Regions from separate parts of the Mus musculus genome. Here regions 1, 2 and 3 are each linked to region 4. Evidence: chromatin contacts called from public promoter capture Hi-C data. All regions are on one chromosome and are shown on one strand. Each heading gives the region's core, a stretch centred on a gene start, on an enhancer-like site or on the middle of the called end of the contact. The rest is flanking DNA. Distances are from core to core; before and after follow the strand shown.

Region 1 (6,230 bases), core at 1,572-4,071, 1.0 Mb after region 4:
TTCTTAAATAAGCTTATTTGTGACCTTGTCCCATGCTAGCCCTTTATCAAAACTGCTTCTGTGTGTCTTGATAGGACATCCTCAGCCCAAGCTTACAGACGGAAAGAACGTCAGTGGCAGAGCCAGAGCAAAAGCTCGGCCCGTGGATGTGTATCTGGACACCAAGCCCACTCCTGCCGTCCAGTCAGTGAGAAGGGAGCTACTCTCTCCACTTAGGCTGGGAACGGTGGCACTCCTGTAATCTCAGCACTTAGGAGGTAGACTCGGGAGGAGCAGAGCTCAAAGTCGTCGTCAGCTATATAGCAATTTCAAAGCCAACCTAGGCTAAAAAGGACGGTCAGAAAACACTTACCTCTCTTAAAGTTTATGGTAGTCATCTTCAGTCACCTGCTCGAATATAAAAGTTAAATTATGAAGCTGCCTGTAAGATAAGTGAGGGTTAGAGAAGCAGGGAACCTGATGGACAAGGAAAGAGAAAAGAGCAAGAACGTTCTCTCACCCCCTTCCATCTGCATGTCGGTTTTACCTCTTTTCCTGATTCTTCTTTCATATGAGAGCATTTCACACATAGAATGTAACGTTCGTTCATTGAAGTTATGACCCAGGTTTATAGACTTCACAAGCATTCACATCCCTTCTGCCATGGCACACTGAGCTCTGCCAACTCAGGAAAAACAGTACGTCCATCATAGGTGATAGCCAGAAGTGCAGCACCACTCAGGCCATCAGAGGCTGGCTGAATTACAAAACATTTGGGTGATGGGATAAGTGCACACACCCTCCCCGACTCCAGGAGTGAGGATTAGACAGGGTATCTCATCCATGTTAAACAAGCAGTCTACCACCGAGCTGTGGCCATAGCCTCCTTTGTATGTTTTGCCTTGAAGTAAGGGCTCACCAAGTTACCTCGGCTGGCATTGAATACATGCTGTAGTCTTTGAATTGGTGATCCTCTTTCCTTAGCCTTTGGAGAGTTGGGAATGTCCTGCACTGCCTGGCCTGACAGTGCCCCGTGTGTATGTGGTGGTTGCATTTGACTGTGTGAGAGCACTCCTTTGTGTTGGAACCTGTGGAGCCAAAAGAGGGAATAGGGTATCCTCCTCTGCAACTGCCTTATTGTCTGGAGCCAGGGTCTCTACAGAACCAGAGTGCCATTTTAGTTAAGCTGACTGGCCAGCAGGCTTCTGGGATCTGCCTGTCCGCCCCAACCCAGGCCCTCAAATCTGGGACTGTAGACACATGTGTCCATGCCTGGCTCTGATGTGGGTGCTGGAGATTTGGACTCGGGTTCTCATGCTTGCAGAGTCCCGTCTTACACACAGAACCGTTTCCTTAGTGTGCATGTTTCTTAACTTATAATAACGTATTTCTTCTTAAGTTTTAAGTACACTTTTGAAAAGCTTATTATTTTTCTCTGTATATAAATAAGTATGCAAAAATGTTTAAATAAAATGTCTAAAGCCAAAACCAAAGTAATGTTTTATAATAATAAAAACATAATTGTACTGTTTGTACCACTGCACCTCATCTGTAAGAAAAAAGATAATTTTAATTATTATTTTATTATTAACAATAATCGATGTTAGGTTTTATTGTTTCAGAGAGTCTTCATGTGGTGCAATGACGCTCTTATTAACTTACCTGGCACAGGGGAGCACTCACAACTTGCCATTTAGGGGTTCGTTTTGTCTATAATGTCAACTTTGAAGTCTTTCCTGAGATGGATGGTTATAAAGCACTTTCAGTGCTGCATGGTGAAAGTACTTTAACATGAGACACACTACAGCGCATATTTAGTATAGTATCATAATTCAGCACATACACAATGTGTAATAATCACATCAGGGGAGTGGGCATTATTTCCATTTTAAGCATTTTTAAATGCATTGTAGCACTCAGAGTCACTGTGTCTTTGCCGTCATGTGCACTTTTATGCTCCATTTAATGGTGAATCCTTTCTGCCTTTTGTTTGCAGTGTCTCAGTTTGAAACTGAATTCTACATTAGTGGACTTGCACCTCTCTGTGATCAGCTTGTTGTACTTTCCTACGTAAAGGAGGTTTCAGAAAAAACGGTAATTATCTTCTCCCCAGGTACAGAGGGATATGGAAGAGTTGGCTTTTAGCATCACACCCAGGTCAGGCTGCCTGTCAGGGGAGATTGCTATAATCCAAGCAGAACTTTCCAACCTATGAAATAAGCCTAGCAGAAATTACCCTGCAGACTAGCATCTTTACCTTCAGAGGTCCCACTCACTGCCTGCCTTTGTTCCCTTTGCTGCACAAAGAGGACAGGGTTTTCGTCTTCTTTGTTTTGTTTTGTTTTTCTTTTTCATCAGTCACTTGATATTTTAGCTGAAAGAAATAAAGGTTCCCTCTTGCTGAATGGCAAGGAAAGTATGCTGCCATTACATTAGCAGAGAGGATAGCGATGAAGCTGGTCGCTGTGACAACAGGGGTCCCAGTGCTCAGAGTGAGTTTCTGAAAGGTCAGCTTCATCTTTCCTGGAGCCCAGACATGTCTACCTCTCAGAGGCCTGACGGTTCCAGGTCTTGCTTTGGAAAGGGTTGTTGCTGCTTCAGTTATCCATGCAGGTGATAGACATTGTAATGTGTTGCTAGCGGAAAGCAACAGCAAAAATCAAAATTTTGTTTTGATGACACTGGAATGAAGCTCTTCTCTGGGATTTAGGGACACCCAGGCTCCCTTTAAAGCCCAGAGCAGTGGCATGCCGTTTGCCTTTTGTTAGAGTTCAGGGGTCCTGCTGGAACTGGCGAGAGGCTGCCTCGAGGCCTGAACAGGGAGAGCTTGTGAAGGATTTCCTTTTGGGTGCTGTGTATAGAAGAAATGGCAATTGATTCTCTAGCCCTTCATCGTACGCAGGCAGGTGAAGTGTACACTTCTTGTTTATCTCTTCCTCTTTCTCCTCCTCTTCCTCCTCTTCCTCCTCTTCTTCCTCCTCCTCCTCCTCCTCCTCCCTCCTCCTCCTCCTCCTCTCCCTTACCCCCTCAAATGGCAAGGAAAAAATAGGGAGCAAAGCCCAGGGAGCCCTTGTTGACAAGTGGTGGCTGCACTTGAGCCTTTCTCTGAGAGAACACTTGCATTAGGGAGCCATCACTATAGTAACTGAAGCTCTCGGTGCCCATGTTGCTAGGCAATGAAACGCTGTAGACTTAAGTGAACCCTCAAACCTCCTAAAATCAATAGGGTTGGCTTCTAGCCCTATTGCAGGACATCCGTTTATTATTATTTTATTTATTTTTTGAAAATACAGAAAGGCAGAGGTTCCTGGGGGAGTTGAGAGCAGCGCTTTCTGATGAGGACGGTGGGGCCGATTGAGGATGGGATTGAACAAAGCAAGGGGAAAAGCAATAAAATGGGAAGGGGAAGCCTAATAAACAGCTGATCAAAAAATACGAAGGGAAAAGGAAGAGAAGCCTGGGAAATGTGTGTTAATGAAGGGTGTGAGAAAGGAGAAAACCCAGGGAAGGCTGTCCTCACTGGGCAGAATCCGCACGACGGCTTTTCAGAGAAAGAAGGAAGTGTTAGCGTGCAGCATATGGAGATTCACTTTATATAACATCAGTGTGTGGTTTCTTAAGTACAGAGTAACAATAAAATTAGGGTAGATGGACGACAGTCAGTTTCGGGCACACCATTACCAATTTCTGTTTTCATATTGAAAATCTGTGCCTATTAGATGTTCATTGGCTGCTTCTATGCGCTTTTCATTAATAGCCTCCTGTGTTTCCCGTGTGATGCCTTCCGTCCACACACCTGTCTCCACTCTGGCAGTCACTGGTCCTTTGAGGACCCTTGTTCTTCTGTGCATTATTCTCACTTCATGTGCGTGTGTGTGCGTGTGCATGTGCTTGTGCGTGTGGTTTTCCTTGTGAACTGTTTAAGATAGATGCTAGTCTATCTAGTTAAAGTACCCGAATTTGTTAAGCCTTTCCCCAATTTTCTGCTTTTCTTTCCCTCATTGATAAGGCGCATGTCTTAAGAATTAAATTTTCCCCAAGTACTAGGGGATGATGATAAACTAAATCGGTGCTCGTGAGAAGCTCATGGATAGGAACATGGACCATACTACTGGGAGCAAGGGCCGTAAAGTGACAGAGCCACCTTAGTTACATACCCCTTAACACATATAAAAGACATTTTCTTCTTTCCTAATCCCAGTGCTAAGGATCGGACTGCAGGATCCCCCACCTACTTAGCAGGTGCTCTGTCACTGAGCTACACCCTCAGCTTCAAAACTTCATGTATGATTTAGTAAACTTCAGCTGTTTTTCATTTTGTCATGATTTTGATATTTTTTATCATTTTCATTACAGCCAGTTTTTAAAAATATTTATGTCTTTCTCCTCCATTCTTTTTGTTAAAAATTGATATTTTCTCCTTCACATTTTTCAAAGCTCTGATAAATTATGGTGTATCTATAGTTGAGTGTCAGTTGATGTAGCACTGTTGTGAGATACAAGGCCGGTATAATGGCTTCTTGGTTAACAACAGTGCTTAGAGAAATCCACGTTCAAACTTCCACATGTCTGAAGTAAGAGACAGACGTTTGGGGTTTGTTTCTCACTCCATACCAGGTCCAGTGTGTGTGTGTGTTGTTGCTGCTTTGCAGGTTGATGGCAGATGGGGTTCATGCCTGTCAGGCCCATATCCCCAAAATACAAAACCAAGTCAGAGCCCGCTTGATCCGGAAGTCTACGGTTGACCATAAGTTTCAGTTTTTCTGAACATTCCAGCCTTACCATTGACTTATTTAGCTTAAATCTTATTTAACCCTCAGTCTCTGACTATAAAACTGAGAATAATAATGTTTAATCGCTCTCCAGGATTCATTTGAGAACCCAGTGAGTGAGTGATCTGTGTTTCATAGCCTTTGGTCCTCAAACCTGTCACCTCACCTTTCCCGTCTGTCGTGAACCGGGGCTTCACTTTCAGTAACTGTAGTCACTGGCTATTTATGCTAATTATAGTCAAATCAGATTGAAAATTTAGTTCCCTGTTCACACTAATCATATTGCTTGTGTTAAACAGCCCTCTGCAGCTAAGGTCTTCTCTCTCAGGTGATCTAGATGCAGGCAGTTCCACCGTCTCAACAAGATTGATTTAGAGATGGATTTCAGTCTCTGGCTTTTGGACACTACTAATAAGTTTCCTTATATTAGCAGTGATTTGAATAGTGAACTCATTTTTATTATTATTTTGGCCGTTCTTTATATTCACGTAGCTGTAGTAGAGCTGTGTTTGCTACTGTTAGGCCACAGGTTCGTCCTATTTTACACTGCTGTGATGAAATACTGGGTAAAAGCAATGGAAGGAAGGGAGGGAACGAGGGAGGGAGCGAGGGAGGGTTGGTTCACTTTGCCTCACAATTTGATAGCTTATCTTGGTGGGGCCTGCTGATGGCTGCTGATCACAGCACGTTCACTACCCAGAGGCAGAGAGAGATAAGGCTTTTAGTCCAGGACGCAGCACAAGGGATGGTGCAGGCCACCTCAGCAGTGGGGAACTCTTCCTTGGTTACTTTTAACTTTTCTGGGAATATCTTCATCCGCGGCTTTAGGATTGGACGCTGTGCCACTCATAAGTGCCGTCATTCTGTACATTTTCATGAAACAATCGCAGAATAAGACAGGATTAGGTGGTTGCTTATGGCAAGCTTTTAGAACTGAGGTCGTGTTTGTGCCAAAATGACAAATTCAAAACAAGTATGGCTAGCTTGTTCATTTGTATTACCTAAGAAACATAAGTAGAATGAGCCTTCTCTATTGTTTTTCCCCTAGGAAAGAGAATACTGTGCAAGACCTAGACTGGACATCATCCAGCCACTTCCGGAGACTTGTGAAGAGATCTCCTCCGATGCTTTGACAGTCAGAGGCTTTCAGGAGAATGAATGTAGGGATTACCACTTAGGTGAGACAGCAGAGATGTGCTTGTGTGCCGTGTTCTGCTTATTCCCTTCAGCTCATCCAAAGGGGAATTGAAATACAGGTACTGACAGGACGTTAGACAGTACCCGTGCCGGCCTCTGCCAGTGAGAGCCAGGGTACTAGATTCATAAAGACTGCATATCCTATCAGAGTGCTCATAGCAAAAAGGAATGTTAGACATAGGACAGGAACCAAGGTGAGAAATTTGTTCTTTTTTTGTTGTGTTTTGTGTGTGTGTGTGTGTTGTTCCATCAGACCAGCTAGTCAGCTAGTTTGCTGTGCTG
Region 2 (7,017 bases), core at 1,665-4,164, 2.0 Mb before region 4:
AAAGATCCTGGAGAAAAAGAGAAAGAGGGGAAGGGCAGAGTGCTCCAATGTAGCTTGTGCAGTTTTTGCCAGATGCTATGGAAGACCCTAATATTTACTTACTTTACAATGGGACCAGAAATATTTAAAGGTCAAGTCATTACTTTCTTTTTGATATTTGGTCAAATTTTAGAAACAATATTGTTCAATGACTGCTTCTCTATTAGCATCCAGCCTACCAAGAAGGGATGCTCTGTTAATTGACATTATTGACCGACACCGAGACTAAACGTTGTAGAAAGGCCCCACACCATCTTTTCCTTCTGCCAACAAAGACAAGGTCATATCTGTCCACTTCTGCAGTTATCAGGATAATCTTAGCAATTATCAACACACACTGATTAATGTCCTGGTAACACTGAAAGTGCAGGATTGCTGGGAAATATCTGGAAGCTTATACTGTAGCAAAAGAGAATTATGTGAGAAGGCTAGAGAATGATTCTGGAAAAGACTGGAGGGTACATAGAGAAGAAAGAGCTTTGGGATTCAGTACTGGGGTATCTCCACTAAATATTTCTTAGTGATTTAGAAATACATTTCATGGGCAAGAGTGCTTGCTATCCAAATATGAGACCAACATTTGGATACCTGCCTCATATAGAAGCCACATGATAATGATAGCATTTATACCTGTAAATACAGTGTTACAAAGAGTGGAGACAAAAAGATTGCTGGGGCTTTCTGGTAGCCAGCATAGCCAAGACAAACAAACAAGCCAAAAATAGCAGTGAAATTCGGCTTCAGCAAGAGTCCATTTTTCAAGGCGCTAGGTGGGGAGACATACCATCCTTCTTTTGTCTCTGCACAAATATACTACACATGCATATGCCACACACTTTCATACACCACATTGAAACATACACGAGACATATGCATATACTATTTACAAGCATATACCACACATATACATACATCACACAAATGCATATACCTCATAAAATATGTATACACCTCAAGTATACATCATATGCATGCATGTACCGCATACACCACACACATGTGAACATCACACACATGTATATATTTACAAACATGCAAAAACCACACATATGTATTCACCATACATGTATCTAAATCATGCAGATGAATATACTGCATACATGACTACATATAGGTATATACTACACACGTATACATCTATACACCACATATGTATACACTACGACACAATACTTCTCTCTTGCTTTCAATCTCTCTTTCAATCTCTCATTATTCCCTAGTTCATGAGTATGTGCATGCTGACACACACACAATTTCTTAGAGCTCAAACCCATAATATACTTAATGATAAAAAAATCTCAAATTAATATTTGAGAAATAAAGAAAGCTTCATTCTTCTAGGAAATAAATGTTAGCAAGCCAGAGCTCAAGTCACATGAAAAATATTATGGTAAATACATGTTACTATGATTTTTCAAACATAATTGGAGCACCAAACACCACTTATCATCTCTCAGAGTCAATGACCTAGCGATTCATTTTGAGAATCACAGACCTATTCTCATGTCTACACACCACAAAGATTAAACCACAACTACTGTGAACTAAGTGTCTTATTCAGAGACAGAGACAGACAGGCAGAGAGAGGCAGACAGATGACAGAGAGAGACATAGAGAGAAACAGAGATAGATGACAGAGAGAGACAGAGACAAAGACAGAGAAAGACAGATGACAGAGACAGAGGCAGGGAGAGAATTTTAGAGACTACTTCTGACACACACATATATATATATATATAAAAGTCCACCCAGTGTGTGAAGTATTTCTCACTGCTTTATAATTAAACCGCATATGTGTAATTATTGCATGTAATAGGATGCAATGATGTGTATCTAATTGTAATTTATTTTCCCCATGCATCACACTCACACATATACTTGAAGAAAATAGTTGATAGCAAAACATTTAAAGAAGACTTTAGTTAAGAATCAAAGCTCCTTTCCTGCATTTATCTGAAAACTAAGATAATTGTTCAAAGAAACTTGTTTGTTTTTTCAACCTATGAAATATATATGTGATATATATGTATATACATATATTTCACTTACATAACTTAGCATTATGTAAGTCATGAAATGCTATATTTAGCCACAATTAAGCCTAATGTGTGAGGGATCATGTGAAGGGCTGTGTTCATCAATGAATTCTAAAGACAGTTCTGTAAGTTACCTGAGATCATCACCAATCATATATTTCCTTATTCATTTATTTACATTGAGATACGATCTCAAATGGCCCGGGCTGGCATTGAACTTACGATGTACTTCAGGATTAGTTTGAACTTATGATCCTTCAGGTTCCTCTTCTCAAGTCCTAGGATTGCACACACATCACCAAGTTATGCTTTATGTGGGGCTGTGGATCACAAGATCAGTGTCTGTGTGTGGTACTGAGTCATGCTACCAACAGAGCTGTGTCTCTAGCCTCTATCACTACATTCAAAGTTGAGAAACTTGAAGCTCAGAGAGATATGAAAACTGACCCAAGTCATCAAGCTCATGGAGCTGATGAGCTCCGAACACAGCCCTGGATGAATTAGAAGCTTATAATCGTAACCACCATGTTTTCATAATATTTAGGAAGCTGTGTGGATCTAGAAGATCCCACATTGACATCTCAGAGTGTTCCAAGTCTGCATGCCTTATTAGGAAGAGCAAGTGACTCAGTGGCTAAGGAATTCATACTCAGGCGGTGACAACACATTGAGCAAGACTCCAGCCTGATATTTATTCGACAGCCTTCTTTAAATCATGAAGCCTTGAGAAAAAGGCAAGACTTTGTATGGTCAGCTTTGAGAAAGATCACAAACACCTGAGTCACACAGTAAGGTCAGGTCTGACTGTACTTGCTCAGTCATCACTGGCCAGTTGAGTCAGATCTGAGAAGACAGCAGAGGATGTCGGACCCACAGACGCACATACTGGCATGGTATTCTTTACCCTCTCTTGTCTTGGTGACTCCCTATGGAATGCTGTGGGAAGAACTCAGTTCCCCAAGTTCCACTGACCTCAGCGGCAAAGATGTTTGAATTGATTCTAGTTAAAAACCATAATTGAGGATGGCACAGATCCTGTAGTAATGGTAATTGTAAATTTCATTTGCTTTCCTTCAGGTTTTTCTAAGGGAAATTGTCTTGGAATATTGGAGGATCATCTTGCTTTCCATGTTTATCATTTATTAGCTTTGAATAGAATTTATCAATCACTTCTGTATTATAGGTAATAATATGTAGTTTTCCTTTGTAAAGAAAACCAGTGTGAAAGTAATAAAAGGTTCTGTTTGAACAGTACTCATTCAATTAAAAGTTATAGGCATGCATTTTTGCTCTTTCTGTTCTTCAGAAGAGACTGAAGGGAAGTAGGAATGTTAGTATGGGCTTTTTGTATTCATTCATTCATTCATTAGAAACTGAGTGCCTAATTTATGTCAGGATGATCCAGTATCCTGAAAAAAATGGGCAGGTAAGCTCTTTGCCTATCTAAAGCTTCTATTTTACCCGAGTGACTGGTAATGAAACAATAAACAGATAAATGATTAAATCATGAAATGATAAAGTATCTCAATTCAGACAAAACATTTTGACCATTTTAGATGGGGTACTAAAAAAAAAAAAAAAAAAGAAAATCTTCGTATAGGGACATGTGGACTTGAGACCTGATTGACAGGAGCTATGACTACAAGGACTGTGTGGAAATAATTCGTAGTTAAGCAAACAGATCCAACTGCAGCTCATATAGTTAGTTCATGATAGACTTAGACTTTATTCATTTTTTAAAATTAACTTACTTTGTATCCCAACCTCAGTTTTCTCTCCCTCCTCTCCTCCTAGCCTTCCCCTGCTACCTCCCATCTTGCCCAATCCACTCCTCTCTCTGTTTCTTCATTTTAAACATCAACCTTGGACCCAGAAGTCCAAAGCCAATGCTCTCTCTGTCCATCATCTACGTCAAAGGTATACGTGGATAACTCACTGCACTGCCTTTGGAACAGAATAGATAAGTTTCATAATATAGATGGCCACTTTGATAATTTAATGCTCATGTAAATGTTTCTGTGTGTGTGTGTGCAAGTGTGTATGTGGTGTGTATTCTTATTCATGGATGCTTGTATGTGTATGCTTGGATCATGGATGCTTAATGCTTGTATGCATGGATGCTTGTATGGGCACATTTGTGAGGAGGCCTGACGATGCTATCATGAGACGTCTCAATCACTCTCTACCTTTTGGATTGAATCTGTGGTCTTCTTATGGACCAGAAGCTCATCATGTAGGTGAGTATAGCTGGCCAGCTTGCTCTGGGAATTCCCTGTCTTGGGTTTCCATCCTCACTGGGAAGGAAGGTGGGGCCACACCAACTGGTACCAATTGGTTTTACATGGGCGCTGGGTTTGATGCTTTTGCTGAAAGTGCTTTAGAAAAGGGGAAACTGTAGCTTGAAATTTTGAATAATATGTGTGGAATAGAAATATGCACAGATGATTTCTAGTTAAACATAATTTCTAGTTAAACATTTCTAGTTTCTTTCTGGTCAAAAGAAAACCATTCAAAAACACACCTAAAAATTCTACCCTACCTTCCATTTCTGTTCCTTCCTATCTCTTGTTCCATTGAGTAAAGGGGGGAGCCTTAGAACATCTCTTGCTGTTCTTAATCCCCATGACTCAAAATTTCTACTTATTTCTCTGCTGGTAGCATGCTTACTAGTAGCATTTTAAACGACAGGTAAGGTAATTTTAAGTACTTAAATGTTTCATTGTACAAATATTAGTATTACTCTGGAAGCCCTATAGGTTGAATAATGTCATTACTACAGCAATGAATGATCAAGAAATCTTTTTTTTTTGTCACAAGAATTTTATTACTTAAAAATTAATATATATATATGTATAGGCACATTCCACTCAAGACTAGGGGTAGGCTCTAAGATTACAAATGCAATCTTATTTTTTTTTGTTATTTTACTTAATTTTCATTTTATTATTTAACTTAATCCTTACTAGGATATCTAAAATATTGGATAGGCACAGGTAGCAGGGTTATCTTTATTCATTTTGCTTTTAAGTCAGTGGCTTAGAAATGCAACTTTTGATGAATGCATGTTTGTGTGTGTTTAATTCTTTGTGTAGTCCAGGCTAGCCTTAAACTATGATCCTCCTGCCTCAGGCTCCTGAGTGCTGGGATTACAGGTAAGTGCTATTATACCCAACTCCTCAATGATTTTTTTTTGAATAATTGTTGCTGTTAGGCTTGATAAACAGAGTTTATCACATTTAGGTACTTTTTGTTTGAGTTTGTATTAGATGTGAATGTTGATTTTTTTTCTTTACTTAAGAAAATTGTAATGTTGAGAGATTACTGGTGTAAACCAGTCTTGACTTCCTCCAGGAAACCCAGCATCTCCTGTCATATCACTTAAAATTTTCTTTTTTTTTAAATTTATTTTTTATTAGATATTTTCCTCGTTTATATTTTCAATGCTATCCCAAAAGTCCCCCATACCCACCCCCCCAATCCCCTACCCACCCACTCCCCCTTTTTGGCCCTGGGGTTCCCCTGTATTGGGGCATATAAAGTTTGCAAGTCCAATGGGCCTCTCTTTGCAGTGATGGCCGACTAGGCCATCTTTTGATACATATGCAGCTAGAGACAAGAGCTCCGGGGTACTGGTTAGTTCATATTGTTGTTCCACCTATAGGATTGCAGTTCCCTTTAGCTCCTTGGGTAATTTCTCTAGCTCCTCCATTGGGGGCCATGTGATCCATCCAATAGCTGACTGTGATCATCATCCACTTCTGTGTTTGCTAGGCCCCGGCATAGACTCACAAGAGACAGCTATATCTGGGTCCTTTCAGCAAAATGTTGCTAGTGTATGCAATGGTGTCAGCATTTGGAAGCTGATTATGGGATGGATCCCTGCATATGGCAATCACTAGATGGTCCATCCTTTCGTCACAGCTCCAAATTTTGTCTCTGTAACTCCTTCCATGGGTGATTTGTTCCCATTTCTAAGAAGGGGCAAAGTGTCCACACTTTGGTCTTCGTTCTTCTTGAATTTCATGCGTTTAGCAAATTGTATTTTATATCTTGGGTATCCTAAGTTTCTGGGCTAATTATCATTGTCTCTGTTTAGAGATTGTTCCTCTGGTGATTCTGTTACCCTCTATCAGCAGACCTGGGAGACTAGCTCTCTCCTCTGAGTTTCAGTGGTCAGAGCAGTCTCTGCCGGCAAGGTCTCCTCTTTCAGGGAAGGTGCACAGTTATCTGGTGTTTGAACCTCCTCCTGGCCGAAGATAAAGGCCCAAAACAGGATCTTTCCCAGAAGCTGTGTTGCTTTGGCCTGTCACAGAAGCTGTTGTTTCAGTATTCCACACTGTCACCTGTGCAGACTGCCCTCTGCGGAGTCCCGGAACCAAGCTGGCTCCCGAGGAGCCTGAGGCAGAAGCCTCTTGGGCCAGGCAGACACCTGTGCTCTGACCAGGAAGGTGGCCGGTTGTCTGGAGCTGAAAATGGCGCCACCTCCCTTTCTTTCTTTCTTTCTTTTTTTTTTTTTTTTTTATTACGTATTTTCCTCAATTACATTTCCAATGCTATCCCAAAAGTCCCCCACACCCCCCCCCCCCCACACTCCCCTACCCACCTGTACTGGCTAGTTTTGTGTCAACTTGACACAGCTGGAGTTATCACAGAGAAAGGAGCTTCAATTGAGGAAATGCCTCCATGAGATCCAACTGTAAGGCATTTTCTCAATTAGTGATCAAGGGGAAAGGCCCCTTGTGGGTGGTGCCATCTCTGGGCTGGTAGTCTTGGGTTCTTTAAGAGAGCAGGCTGAGCAAGCCAGGGCAGGCAAGCCAATAAAGAACATCCCTCCATGGCCTCTGCATCAGCTCCTGCTTCCTGACCTGCTTGAGTTCCAGTCCTGACTTCTTTGGTGATGAAGAGCAGCATGGAAGTGTAAGCCAAATAAACCCTTTCCTCC
Region 3 (6,098 bases), core at 1,999-4,498, 1.1 Mb after region 4:
GTGCCCTCAAGATGATTATGGAGGAATTGCATGATGTTGATAAAGCAATTGAGTTTGCCAAGGAACAAGATGATGGAGAGCTCTGGGAAGATCTGATTCTATACTCCATCGACAAACCACGTAAGCAGAAAGGCTATTTAATTGTAAATCTTTTTGTCAGTATAGATTATAGCCGGTTATATGAGGACGAATATCTCAGGATACAGTGGGCCTAAATTATGACCAAGTGCGTTGGTCGAGGACTTTAATCTCTAGGACCCACATGGTGGAAGGAAATTACTCCCTTAGGTTGTCTCTAACCTCCACACACACTCTCCACATGTGGATCTCAATCTCTCTCTCTCTCTCTCTCTCTCTCTCTCTCTCATGCATACACATGCACACACACAAATTAATATGAGTGAATAAACAGATACATAAATGTAATGAAGTCTTAATAGTAAAGCCTCCACTGTAAATGCAGATGTGGCAGTAGTGAGGCTTTGAACTGCAGCAGTTTTCCTTTCCAGCCCCATCTCATCAGCACAGCACTGGGAGGTCATAAGTGTAGCTGCTCACTCAGCCATCAGAACTGGCTCTCCCCTCCCTGCATCTCTTCTCCTTACAGCTTTATTGTGATTTTGGTCATGGTGGCTACTCTTAAGTTAGGGGGTTCTATTCTCGTGTAATTAGCTTACATCTACAATCAAGCTTGAAGACTTTCTATCTTGAAACTACAAGATACCTAACAGGGTTCTAACTTGAGTTTTGTGACCATAGATAAGTTAAGACTCTCATGTCCTCTGTCTGTAAAAGGGAAGCACAGTATATACTCACCTTGCAAAATATTAGCGTGCCTAGTATCAGGATGCCCAGAGGCCCTCTCTGCTACCTGCTCTTGGACAGTAAAAACAGTTTGGAAGCGGCATGAACAATAGTGACCATTTAACTTTCCTAAGATGGTCTCAGTTTCTCCTTTTAGTCTTAGAGGAAGTTAGTTCTTATGAGTGTAATTTAAACTTAAAGAGGATTGGTTCTTGAGAGTTTATAAATTCACACTTTTTAACACATTTCTTAAAGGAATAGGTTCAGTTACTTATGATCTAAACTTAGATTGTGAACAAAGTGTATTCTAATAGTGCACATGTGTTATTTGGTCTTAACCTGGTGTTTTGTAGCATTTATCACTGGCTTGTTGAACAACATTGGCACACATGTGGACCCGATTCTACTTATCCACCGAATTAAGGAAGGAATGGAGATTCCCAATTTGAGAGATTCCTTGGTTAAAATTCTGCAAGATTATAACTTGCAGGTAAGTATTCTAACACACATGACCATCTGAGTGAGTGAGTGAGTGAGTGAGTGAGTGAGTGAGTGAGTGAGTTCATTTCTACATAAGTATTTGCAGGCCATTTGGATGCCTGTTACACTTTGCAGTTTGATATTTGGAAACCTGTTGAAATAGAAAACCTGAAAAACTTCTCCACTTCAGGAAGCTTTTTCACTATGTGTAAATAGATCACAGCACTGAAGAAGACATGAGAGTAAGTTACAAAGACTGTTTGAAGTGGCCACAAAAATTTTCTTAGAGAAAATAAATATTGTAACTAATTAGAGTACATCTTTAAGCACTCGGAATAATTTTGCAGCCATTGAAGGACTCTGTTGTCTGAAACACACTTAAGCACAGGATCTAATCAGCTTTTGTCTGATTGGTACAATAATGCTTCTTTATTAGCTCAAAATTTGTGATAAGAAAAAAAGAACCCATATTCTCATATAAATAGTTAATATGCTAGTTACTAAGTATTCTAACCTTTTTTCTTTAATAGAATTGAACAGTGACTATGTTTCAGAATCCTAGTTGCTTCACTAATACTTGAAACTATTTAAAATTCATTTGCATGCAGACTGTTCTTTCTGCGATCACTTGAAAGTGTTGCTGTAATAGATGAACTTGCTTTCCTAGAGACAATATACAGGTTGTAAGAAGAACATTATGATGTAGATAAATCAGATCAGATTGCTAGTCACTGTGAAGGGTGCAAGGTAAAGGACGGCCTGCTGAACTCAGGATGATGCACCAAGAATCAGCGAGACAACCTGCAGGACAGATAACATCCTCATAGCTGTAGTGAAGGTATTCAAAAGTGGGGTGGGGATAGAGGTGGTCAGAGTTGAGTTAGGTGAGAAATTGAGAAGCTTGGACCTGTGGAATTAACCAAACGGACTCTAAGAAATGGCTGGTGCAGACAAGGGGACTACAGAGGAGATGTCAGCATCCTCGTGGTCCTCGGGGAACTGTGGTGTGACTGCAAGGCACAGCGTGAAAGGAGAAGGTTTCTTTCTGTAGACTGGGGTAGACAGTCCAGAACCTTCACTTGGAAGCACTATGTAGGGGATGGGATTACCTAAGAAGTATGTGCCAGAGAACTGAGGCCTAATCTTAGGCTGGTAGTTATGCCAAAGCCTTTGGAGGGTTTCAGATAATCCTAGGGATATGATCTGAGGGAGAAAGAAAAAGGGAAAGAGAACAAGAATCTAAGAACTGGCCAATAGGGAGGAGCAGGGATCAGAGAAGTGCCTACTTTATGCCGTTCCCTAGGTATGCAGAACATCTCAGGCTTGGAAATCCGCTTTGGGGGAAATGGTGCCATAGCCAACCTTGTAATGCCCTTAATCCCCTGTGAGTGAGACTGACAGTGTCCTGTGCTTTGTGGGCCCTTTCTTACTGAGGGAGGTATATAGCAGAATATGCTTGAGACAGCAAGTCTAAACGTACGGCAGTGTCTGAGGCTAGGGTAGCATCTGTATATGATAGTAGGATGGTTAGACTGGTGCTTAGAGCCGGGCTTTTGGGGTGAAACCATGCTTGTGTTGCCAGTCCCTCCCTTCGACGCTGATGCCAGCAAAGGCAGCTGGCATGTCCCTCACTCTGCTCTTCTATGGGAGCTCACACGCCCTGCTGCAGTCTCACTATTCATTCACTTCTATGAACAAATTTGCATAGTGCTGAGCCAGCCGAAATACAAAGCATTAGATACAAAACAAATGTTTAACATAAAAATGGTCCTCTAAAATAGTACCAGTATCTTCTTAATTACAAATATATAGTGAGCTTTTCCTTAGTTCTGTAAATATGCAGTTGGGTGCTGATTTTAAGAGACCCAGAATTTGTTTACCAATGGGTTCAGAGAGCCATTGTTACTCATCAGCCACTGGGTAGAAAAACTACTACTCAGAGGAAAAGGGTGGGAGAGGGAAGGGCAGAGCCAGGGAAACCACACTAGTGCTGACCCGCTGCTCCCTCTCCCTCCCCCTACCCCCTCCCTCTCCATGCCCCACTCTCCCTGCCCCCCTCTCCTTCTCCCACTCCCCTCCCCCTGCCCCCTCTCCCTCTCCATTCTCCCTCCCCCCTCTCCCTCCCCCTCCCTCTCTCTTCCCCCTCTCCCTCTCCTTCTCCCTGTCCCTCTCCCTCTCCTTCCCTCCCTCCCACCATCTTCCTCCCCGTGTATGTTGACTGTTAATTTTTATTAGTAGCCATTTATTTATCTACTTGCCTAAGCAACCTTTTGGGGGATCATGTAAAAATATCCCAGGTCTCTGGAGCCTTTTGCTGTTCCCTGACAGACATACTTTTATTTCATTGTATGGGTCTTTGTTTGTTTCATAAAGCTATAATTTATGTTCTCATTAATAATAAGAGTTCAACCCCATAGATCCCCCAAGTTTGAGGGTGATATTACAGACCTATGAGTTTCCAAGGATGCTGTGTGTGATATAAAGCATGATATGAAGAGTCTTCACACAGAGGTCAGGTGTGCTGCTGTGTACTGTCTCAGTCTCCTTCTCAAACAGACTGTGCATTGAGGACCTAGAGTTCTTTAAGGCGTGAGAGATACTGCGGGTCAGCAGTTAACTGAGAGGAGAGTAGTTATGGGAAACTCCGGCAGCTTTTGCCATGTGACCTTTTCATACTTTATAACCTGACAGCTCTGAAAGGTAACAGAATTGAGCATGTTCACACCCTCAGATACTGAGGGTATTAGGGAAATGGAAATCAGTGCTTTGTCACTAACCACTTTGTTTTTGACAGACATTTTAGGTCCATAATGGGTCTAAAATTATCATTAGCCCCATTGCTCAGAGTAGAAGACTGAGACTTCAGAAGGTTAATGACATATTGGTATGGTACGATACTGAACTAGTTTTAAATTCAGGCCAGCAGAGGAAATGCCAGACCATTTTCATCCAGGACTGCATCAACTCTAAGACATAATCCCTCAAAGCTCGGCCAATGAGAACCACTTCCTGGCTTTTCCCTCATGACTACACCTCTGGAGAAAGACAGGCAGCCGGTTTGAACTTGTTCCTAAAGAGGCAGGAGGCACAGGGACCCAGCCCTGGACTGTACCTCTGAGTGCCTGTTGTAAGCAGAGGCCTGGCCCTGTGCATGTCAGCAAGTGATGTGGAATGAGTCCTCTTCCCCCATGGCACGCAGCCCTCTGCAGATCTGCAAAGGTATTTCCCTCTTCTCAGCCTTGCTGCTGTAGCTCCCCAGTAGTTTTCTACTTAGAATTGAAAACACAAATCAGTTTACAGAAATGGATGACTTTCTTGTTCATCGTTTTTTAGAGGAGGGACAAATTTCTTTTTCACTTTTAATTATCTAACCTTTCTGTATTTTTCCTAAGATGGATTTTAAACTCTCAAATTCCTAAAATAAGCTTTTAAGACCAAATGGATTTCTTTCTTTACATATTATTTCAGTTTGATCTTATCACGACATTTGAGTGATGCAGGTGGCTTGTACCAGCCAGCCATCGCTTCCTTGATTCATTTAGTTCTTAAATAGTTATCTTTCCCTTTATTTTTTCTGTCTGGGCTTAGTCACGTTTGGTAATAATAATCCAGCAAGAGTGAAGTGGCCATGGCCAGGCTGCAGTGAGGAGAGCCATGGGGCTCGGATGCTAGGCAGCTGGCAGCCAGTTGCATTCTAAGGACATGCAAAGTGAATAAGGCAAGGCCGGCAAGTTGAGAGTCTTTTCAAATAAAAGCTGTAGAAACTTGGCCATAGTTCTAGCACCGCCCCCACAGCAGCTGTCTCTGCAGAGCCATAATGATTTCTCTGATATGTGCCTCTTTATTGCTTTGTGAAATATATGTGGGGGCTAGAATTTTCCATTTACTTGGGATTATCATCCATGGTGATGTGCTATAGAGAAATCAGGTGGAAAATACAGAGCAAACCTAAGGTCTCTTGTCAGTTGTTGACGCCATAAGGATGTTCTTACTCATGGAATGTGGACCATTGATTGCAGTTGTGGCTTGCTTCTTTAAACAAAGGACAAAGGGAAAGTGCAGAGGAACAAGGGCGGTTGAAAGGACGAGGAAAAAGGTTGGTCCTTACGGGTAGATAATCTGGGGACAATAGAAGGGCCTTCCATAAGGAAGGATTTCTAAAAAGGTAATATTGTTCCTTCTGAGCAATGTCAATAAATATTTTTTGAGATAGAAATGGCATTATGAAGTTGAGGGAAGGCACTAGTTTATCTTGGAGAGAATTCTTACGTGAGAAGTGTTGCTAAGCCAGGTTGATAATCATGAGACTCTTATTGGCAGATGGTGAGATCTCATAGATACAGAGATGTCTCCGTTAGCCCATAAGTCAGACCCTTTAATGCACTCATCACTCTGAAAGGCCAGACCCCACAGCCTGCAAACTGTCTTTGGGAAGGTCAGCTATGGTGCTGTGATTTCACAGCTCTTAATTTGCATGTTCTGTCCTGGTACCTGGCTCCTCCGTGCTCCTCCATGGTGGACAGTCCACACTAAAATCACGTAGTGAAGAACTTCACCACCTCCCCAAAGGAAACGAAAGTCAGACATTTTCCTTTGTTTGGGAATTTTTCATGTTTCTCTCCATCCCCGTCCCATGCCTGGAAGTAAGCCACTCCTTCCCCTTGATCTTCCACACGTGTAGTCGCTGATAGAGTGACCTGACCCTTTCTCCTACTCTCCCGATCGATCATAGCTCCTTGGTTGCAGTGCCCTTTTCCTTAATGAAGCCCATCTCTGTGTCAGCTCCATACATGAACCAACCCTACCTCTTCTCT
Region 4 (6,866 bases), core at 4,339-6,838:
TTTCTGCACTTACTCTTTATCTTACATTTCTGATACTTTTTCTATGAAGAACATATCAAACCAGAAGCATTTTTATAATAAGAGTTTAAAGAAAAAAAAAAAAAAACCCTCAAGTATTCTAGCTTCACATTACTTTGAACAGCAGCTGTGAGAATGAAATCATCGTAGCGAGGTACACCATATAACAGGCTAGTAAACACCAGTGACTTCCATTATGTCTGCCTGAGGAGCAGAAATTAGATTCTCAGTGTCTTGGTATTATTCAATAGCAAAGTCTGCAGACCCTTGATGTAACGGAGCCTATACAGATGGGAGACAAAACTAACTACATGCATGCAGCCCATCCTGATGGACATCAACCTGACTTCAGTAACTTCAAGTCAACACCTCCTGCAGCAGATAAGTCATCAATAAGTAATAATCTACAAATTCAGATGGGAGGAAACCAGTGGTGGGATGCTTATCTAACAAGCCAGAGGACCTGAGTTCATCCCAAGCCCCACCAATAAATAAATAAATAAATAAATAAGCAAGCAAATAAAAATGATATTCAAGCTGAATGCATTGTTAGAAACATTATGTTTCTTGTATTTTCAGGCACGGTCTCAGTGAGGTCCATGCTAACCTAGAGCTAATCCTGAGTACTGATTATAAGATGTCAACCCAGTCTGCCTAGAAAATTTCTTTAAAAAAAAAAGAAAAAAGGTAAAAGAAAAACTTTAGGGTTTAAAGGCACTTTTTGCTCTTTGTGGAGAGACCTATGTTCAATTCTTAGCACCCATAAGGCAGCTCACAATTACTTATAATTCTGGGCAGAACATCTGACATCTTCTGACCCTCTTACCTCAGCAGGCACCAGGCCAACAAGTGGTACACAGACATATATGCAGCAAAACACTCAAAGTTTTAACAAACTGACAAGTACCCTTAAAAGGTTGGTTTATCTTTGTTTTTGTTTTTGTTTTTTCACACAAAACAGGTCAGTACAAAAGGTACCACGAATATCAACTAAGGTTGTATACAGCACAATATTAAAGACTTTCAAATCAGCTAGCTCAGCTTTAGAATTCAAACTGACCTTGATGCAAAGCACTTACATTTTTGAAGCATTTGTTTCATATTCCATCAGCAAATCACTCAAGTTTTGGGGGTATTTGTTTCCTAATCCATCAGTGGGAACAATCACCACACAGAGCACTGCACTCAGCACCCTTCTATTTCCTTGTATTAACACTCCTCACATTTATTATAGGGCTTATCAGGAAGATGATAAGAATGTACACACCTCAACAATCAAAGAGTGAAGAGGCATCTTTAGTCCCATAGCTCAGGAGGCAAAGGCAGGTGGATCTGAGTTGGGAGGCCAGCCTGGACTACAGAACACAGGAAAGAACCTACCTGGAAAAAACAAAAAAGAAAAATACAGTAAACAGCTTTTGAGGAGAAATTAAGCCAAGAAGATCCATCCAATGAAATGCAGGAGCTAAGAAATGAAGACACAAATGCAGGCAAAGAGCATGTTGTATGGTAGTCCCTTGAACAGAGAATTTATTCTATGAGTTATCAGTTACGCTCTGGGACATGATTTCAATACTATATTGAGTATGGATACACTTCCTTTAAAAAAATCTACATGGGTAATTCATCAGTATGTGGGCTTGGAAAATGTCATATTGAAGTTTCTTATACCATAGCACGTTGTCTATATTAATTATTTATTCAAATGAAGCAGGTAATAGAGAGTCACAGTGGTAGATTCTATGTTCAGTCAACTCTATCTATCATCCCTTCACTTACCTATTCAACGATTATTAAGAGTGTATAACCACCCAAATACAGTGCTGAGCACTAGGAATTCAATGATGGGGAAGACAGGCCAGATGCCACTTGTGGAGCTTACAATCTCGTCTATTCATTAAAGAGCCAGTCATCTGACTCTACTACTAAACCTAGAAACAAATAAAACTTTTTGCATTAAGCTGGACAAGTGAATTCATGTTCCTCAGCAGTAAGTACATTTGCTATTTTTCTAAATCTTGTTTTTCAAGTAACTATTTAGTCATCAATTCTGGTCCTCAAATTTTAAGAATAGCATTTAACAAGCAACACAATGCAAACAAACAAACCAAACAAACAAAAACAAAATAAAAAACCTGAAGTCCATACCTTGTAATAATAATAAAAAAAAAATTCCAAAGCTATTGGCCCAGAGAGAAGACCTGGAAACATGACAACTATCTTCCAAGATTTAAAGAACTAGTTCACAAACTTGTTGTGTACATTCCAAAGCATTATACACAGATGCAGATTTCTATTTCCATATGAAGACTTTTAACAATTCAAACTATTCACAATTCAACCACTTTAGATTTCTTTAGGGAAATCTATACTTTATAAAATAAAAAGGCAAGTATTAAATATTACTGTTTAGCAAACTAAGTCGTCAATGGTTTTGCTAAGAAGCCTAACAAATCATGCAGTAAAGAAACTGGGAAAATCATCTCTGAACTCAAGTCCAACAAAGACTGCCCAAACAATGTGTTCCCACCTACTGATGTATTCAGGAGTGAACCACATAGCCAGTTGTTAGAAATGTTGACCAATATTACTGAAAAGCTTCTTCCAAAAATGAACCCTTTGGAAATACAGCTGGTCAATACACACACCATGAAGACTCCCTAGTAAATGTACTTTCTATATGCTAGCTCTATGAGGACAGTAACTTTGTCTTTCTTCACTGCTACACTGCCCTGCCAAAACTATCACTGACATATAATATGTGCTCTTAGATATTTGCTAAGCATGCAGTCCTAATCACACAAACTGTACTATGTAGTACACACCACCAACCTTACTAAACCTTACCAAATCTAACCACGTTATTTAAATTGCCATTACATACTTAAATGACTATATAAAGTTATAAAACTTTAAAAACCTAGTCAATCCTAGGACTAGTTTACCAAACCATAAAACCTAGATGGCCCAAATATGTTAAGTAATATAAGAAGCTACAAGACCTGCAAAGTACTCAAAAGCTACTTTTAATTCACTCTACAAAATAGATATGTATCAATATACACACATTTTCAGACTGTTACCGTATAACAATGGCTTAACAGCTATATAAAAGCAGTATTCAAATTTCAGATTATATTATCTCTACAAAAATTTCTGAACACGTTCATGAGAATTGTTATTACTTAAAAGGCCTAACTTTACAGTGAGCAGTTTCAGATTTATAGTGGCCTGAGAATGTACTAAGCCATTCACGCAGTTACGCTGTACCACTATATCCACTTATATATATTATTGGCAACTGGGTACTGGACATAGCTGTCATTTCCCCCTCCTTTTTAAAACCATGACTTTGAAAGATCAGATTTAAAAAAAAAAACCTACCCAACACAAGAATCACTCTCATATATAATTTATCTTCAAACTATTTTTATCAACATCTACTTACATGTATTTTGAGTATTAAACTTTACAAAAGCTGCTTTTCCCATCCCCGTATTAACCACATGAAACATCTGCAATCCTTATCTAACTGACATCACCTCCTGAATCTGATTGCTCTTTAATATAAGTCCCTGTATATTAGTAAAGCACCAACAAAGTGACGTTTTCTCCATAAGCAGGTATTAAGACAAATTAAGCCAAAATAGCAATGCTGGAAAAGGAGAGCATTTTGCACTAACCTGCTGACAGTTAAAAGCAACAAGTTAAAAACTTTGAACTCTTAGGACTCATCCCTGCCTAGGCTGGTCGCTTGGTCCCTCCCACCCTCACAGGTGCATTCAGCACTCCCCTCTCCGCTAGAAACCCACCCTCCGACCCGGAGCGCTGGCCTGGGAAGCGGACCGAGTAAACCAGAGGCGCCTCGCCCCACCTTCCCCGCCTCCTAGGGTTGGGGGGACAGGACTCACCTGAGTACTGGGCTGTAGGGGCTGCGCGAGCGCCGCCAGCTGCTGCTGCTGTACGGGCTGGGGGATACGTCGCCGCCCCGCTCGTAGGAGCTGTGGCGGCTGTAGCTGGGCGAGCGGCGCCGGCTATAGGGGCTCGGGGAGCGCGGCAGCCGCCGGGAATAAGGACTGCTGCCACCTCCCGCCGGACTGGGGGACTTGCGGCTCCGAAGGCTCTGCGAGGCCCTGTGGGACACCGGGCTTTCGTCCCGGCCTCCCAGCGGGCTCAGGGACCGCTGCCGCCGCCTGTAGGCCTTCGGCTCGCTCTTGTCCTCCCGGTAGGCCTTGGGCGGCTCCTTGTAGGCCGAGGGCGGTTCCTTGGACGACTTAGTCCGGCTGCGGTGGGCCTTGAGGTCCCGGTCCTTGCGGCTGCTACTGCTGCTGGACGTAGCCGACGCGCTCTTGCGGCGGCCGCCGCTGCTGCTGCTGCTGCCGCTCTTGGCGGCCTCCGCCCGCTCCTCGCCGCTGTGTCCGTGGCGGCTGCGGGCCTTTGAGGCCTCGCTGCCGCTGCGCGTCCCGTCCCGCCGCCGGTGCTCGCGGTGGCGCTCCTTGCTGCGGCCGCTGCTGCTGCGGCGGTCCCGGCGCGGCCTGCGCTCCGACCCCTCCGCGCGCCTCTGCGTGCCGGAGGAGGAGGCCGGACTCCCGCCGTTGCCCCCCGTTCCCCCGGCAGCCGTCGCCGCCGTTGCCGCGCTGGCGCCCCCCAGCAGCAGCCCCTGCTCGGACTGGGAGCTCACATCCTCGTACTCCACCAGCGGGGTCACACCCCCGCCGCTACTGGCACCGCCACCGCCGTCCTGCTGCGGCTGGGGCAGCGAGAAGACCCGGCGCTTCTCCGCCTCCTGCCCGGCGCGGGGCCCGCGGCGCCGCTTCTGCCGCCCTCCGGGGCGCCTCTTGCCTCTCGCCAGCCGCTTGACCTCCAGAGGAGGGCCCGGGCTGAAGCAAGAGGAGGAGGCCGCGGCGGCGGCGGCTGCGGCGGCGGCCGCGCCGGGGGCAGCCAGGAAGAGCAGAGGCGGCGGGGGCGGCGGCGGTTGCAGGAGCTGCGGCTGCAGGAGCGGCAACAGCAGCGGCGGCTGCTGAGGGGACAGGAATCGCCTCCGCTTGCGGCGCTCCTCCAACTTCTTCTCGGCCCAGCTCAGGCCCCCGCCTCCCCCCAGCGCCGTGTCCGAGCTACTCGGCATCGCCTAGAGCCCGCCGCAGAGTGCGGCGCGGGTGCGGCCTCCTCCGGGGTCAGACCCTGGCCATGTCCCCCGCCGGGAAGGGGGACGGCAGCCGCGGCGGAGGGGTAGCGAGCAGCAGGGCCGGCCGGGAGTCGCGCCACGATAATCCGGGTCGGGACGCGCGTCCCCGGTTCCAGTCGCGGTGTGTGCGCAGCGGCGTCAGGGCCTGGCGCGGGAGGATCCTATCCTCGGCGGAAAGCCGGCCGTGCCGGGCGGCGGCGGTGGCGGCGGCGGCGGCGGCCTCGGGCTCCGGCGGCGCAACGCGGAAGTGCCACCGCGGGCCGCGCTTCACTCCATCGTCCTGACGTCGGGGGCGAGCTCGCGGGAGGGCAGTGGGCGCGACCACAGCACGCCTCCGTCGCCGGCCGGCCGCGGCGCGTCCACGTCGTCCTGTGGCGGCGGCGGCGACACCCCGCGGCGCTCGGACGGGCCTGGGCCTGGCGCCCCGAGGGCACTGCGCGCAGCTTCCGGAGCGGGGGCGCGGCTCGCTGTCCTCCGCCCCTCCACGCGGGCTCCGCGCGCGCCGCTCGCCCCTCCCTGCCCTCCGCGTTCTCCCTGCGGGACGGCGACGCGACTGGCTGGCCGAGCCCTCGCCGCGCACCACCCACTCGCCGCGTTCCTCAAGACTTTTGCCCCTAAACCCAACGCTAGGTCGGCGGCGCGCACGCTCGTCACGTTCGGGGACGCCGATGGAGAGAGCGAGCGCGGGCGAGGGGAGGTGCTGCGTGCTCGCGCCCGCCGGGACCCTGGCCGTCACCGGAAGTGACGCGAGGAGCCACTCCACTTCCGGCAGGGGTGGGACGGAGGAGCAGGGTTAAAGAAAGGAGAGGAGGCGTGGGCTGCGCTGTGCTGTCGCTGGAGGCCTTCCCTCCGGCGCCACTCATGGCGCTTGTTGCTCGCCTCCAGTGAAAAGGTCACGGCAGGACCCGGGAGAACCTTGACGACTACCTTTTCCCCAGCCACGGGATCGGAACATCTGTGAGAGCAGACTCCCCACAGAGGGCGAATGTGACGTTAGCTTGACTAGACTCACGTACGCCCAAGTTCAAGGACCCATCGTAACCTAAAAATATACTTGGTGTTCATAGCTTCGAGCTTCCGCGACACTGACGTTTCGGAACCTTTAAAAAGCCTTACACAGGGCTGGAGAGGTGGCTCAGAGGTTAAGAACACTCACTGCTCTTCCAGAGGTCCTGAGTTCAATTCCCAGCAACAGTATGGTGGCTCACAACCAGCTGTAATGGGGATCCCTCTTCTGATGTGTCACATACATGAAATAAGTAAATCTCTTTATAAAGCAAAAGCATTAAGTAAATCTGAAAGATGAGTCAAAATATCAAGGAGGACTACTAAAAATCCCAGGAACCTTAAAAACATTTTGTAGTAGTGGAAGCTGCCCTCTTTGTACTTTCACCTGTAATTATATCTAACTAAAGCTATGAGCTGTCAGCTACATAATGCCCTCATCTCTTGCCTTAAGATTGCCCTTCAGTTAGAGGCTAGGTATTCGGGGTAATTAGATTAAAATCTAAAAGGCTTATTGGTCATTAATACTGGAAAGAAGATAAACATTGCTCAGTGGGTACATGTAATTACCCCTTAACAAATTTATTCAGATCATCAGCTGGCTTTTAGTTCTTAAATACTTAGTAATCAAGTTGACCTCAGCATCATCTCACAAACT

What was found. Promoter capture Hi-C pulls out the DNA fragments that hold promoters and counts their contacts.
Region 1: a promoter capture Hi-C map of hippocampal neurons shows a contact between it and region 4, with 4 times the contacts expected there. The contact joins the enhancer-like site here to the promoter of Cdk13 in region 4. A contact is called at or near these places in 9 of 39 promoter capture datasets (the 3T3-L1 cell line, cranial neural crest, embryonic stem cells and 6 more) and 4 of 115 datasets of contacts at active chromatin or transcription factors (astrocytes, embryonic forebrain, neural tube and 1 more).
Region 2: a promoter capture Hi-C map of 3T3-L1-derived adipocytes shows a contact between it and region 4, with 6 times the contacts expected there. The contact joins the promoter of A530046M15Rik here to the promoter of Cdk13 in region 4. A contact is called at or near these places in 4 of 39 promoter capture datasets (the 3T3-L1 cell line, 3T3-L1-derived adipocytes and neutrophils) and 1 of 115 datasets of contacts at active chromatin or transcription factors (pancreatic cancer cells).
Region 3: a promoter capture Hi-C map of hippocampal neurons shows a contact between it and region 4, with 3 times the contacts expected there. The contact joins the enhancer-like site here to the promoter of Cdk13 in region 4. A contact is called at or near these places in 6 of 39 promoter capture datasets (the 3T3-L1 cell line, 3T3-L1-derived adipocytes, cranial neural crest and 3 more) and 4 of 115 datasets of contacts at active chromatin or transcription factors (astrocytes, embryonic forebrain and embryonic stem cells).

Annotation. Positions count from the first base shown.
Region 1 is chr13:18,821,805-18,828,034 of GRCm38.p6, forward strand. It overlaps Vps41 (VPS41 HOPS complex subunit), which reads left to right. Exons shown (of 29, transcript NM_172120.4): 11 at 1,976-2,073; 12 at 5,800-5,929. Among named protein-coding and RNA genes, the nearest start is that of Vps41, 110 kb to the left of the region's middle. Within about 2 kb of position 2,822, at least 16 of the 459 cell types and tissues checked have an H3K27ac peak or open chromatin away from gene starts, as enhancers often do. A contact at or near this core is called in hippocampal neurons, where this site is marked.
Region 2 is chr13:15,804,329-15,811,345 of GRCm38.p6, forward strand. It overlaps A530046M15Rik (RIKEN cDNA A530046M15 gene), which reads left to right and starts at 2,915. Exons shown (of 5, transcript NR_046131.1): 1 at 2,915-3,121.
Region 3 is chr13:18,853,368-18,859,465 of GRCm38.p6, forward strand. Vps41 (VPS41 HOPS complex subunit) reads left to right here. Exons shown (of 29, transcript NM_172120.4): 24 at 1-120; 25 at 1,158-1,294. Among named protein-coding and RNA genes, the nearest start is that of Amph, 92 kb to the right of the region's middle. Within about 2 kb of position 3,249, at least 54 of the 459 cell types and tissues checked have an H3K27ac peak or open chromatin away from gene starts, as enhancers often do. A contact at or near this core is called in hippocampal neurons, where this site is marked.
Region 4 is chr13:17,799,509-17,806,374 of GRCm38.p6, forward strand. Cdk13 (cyclin-dependent kinase 13) reads right to left here and starts at 5,589. Exons shown (of 14, transcript NM_027118.1): 1 at 3,930-5,589. The coding sequence starts at 5,143.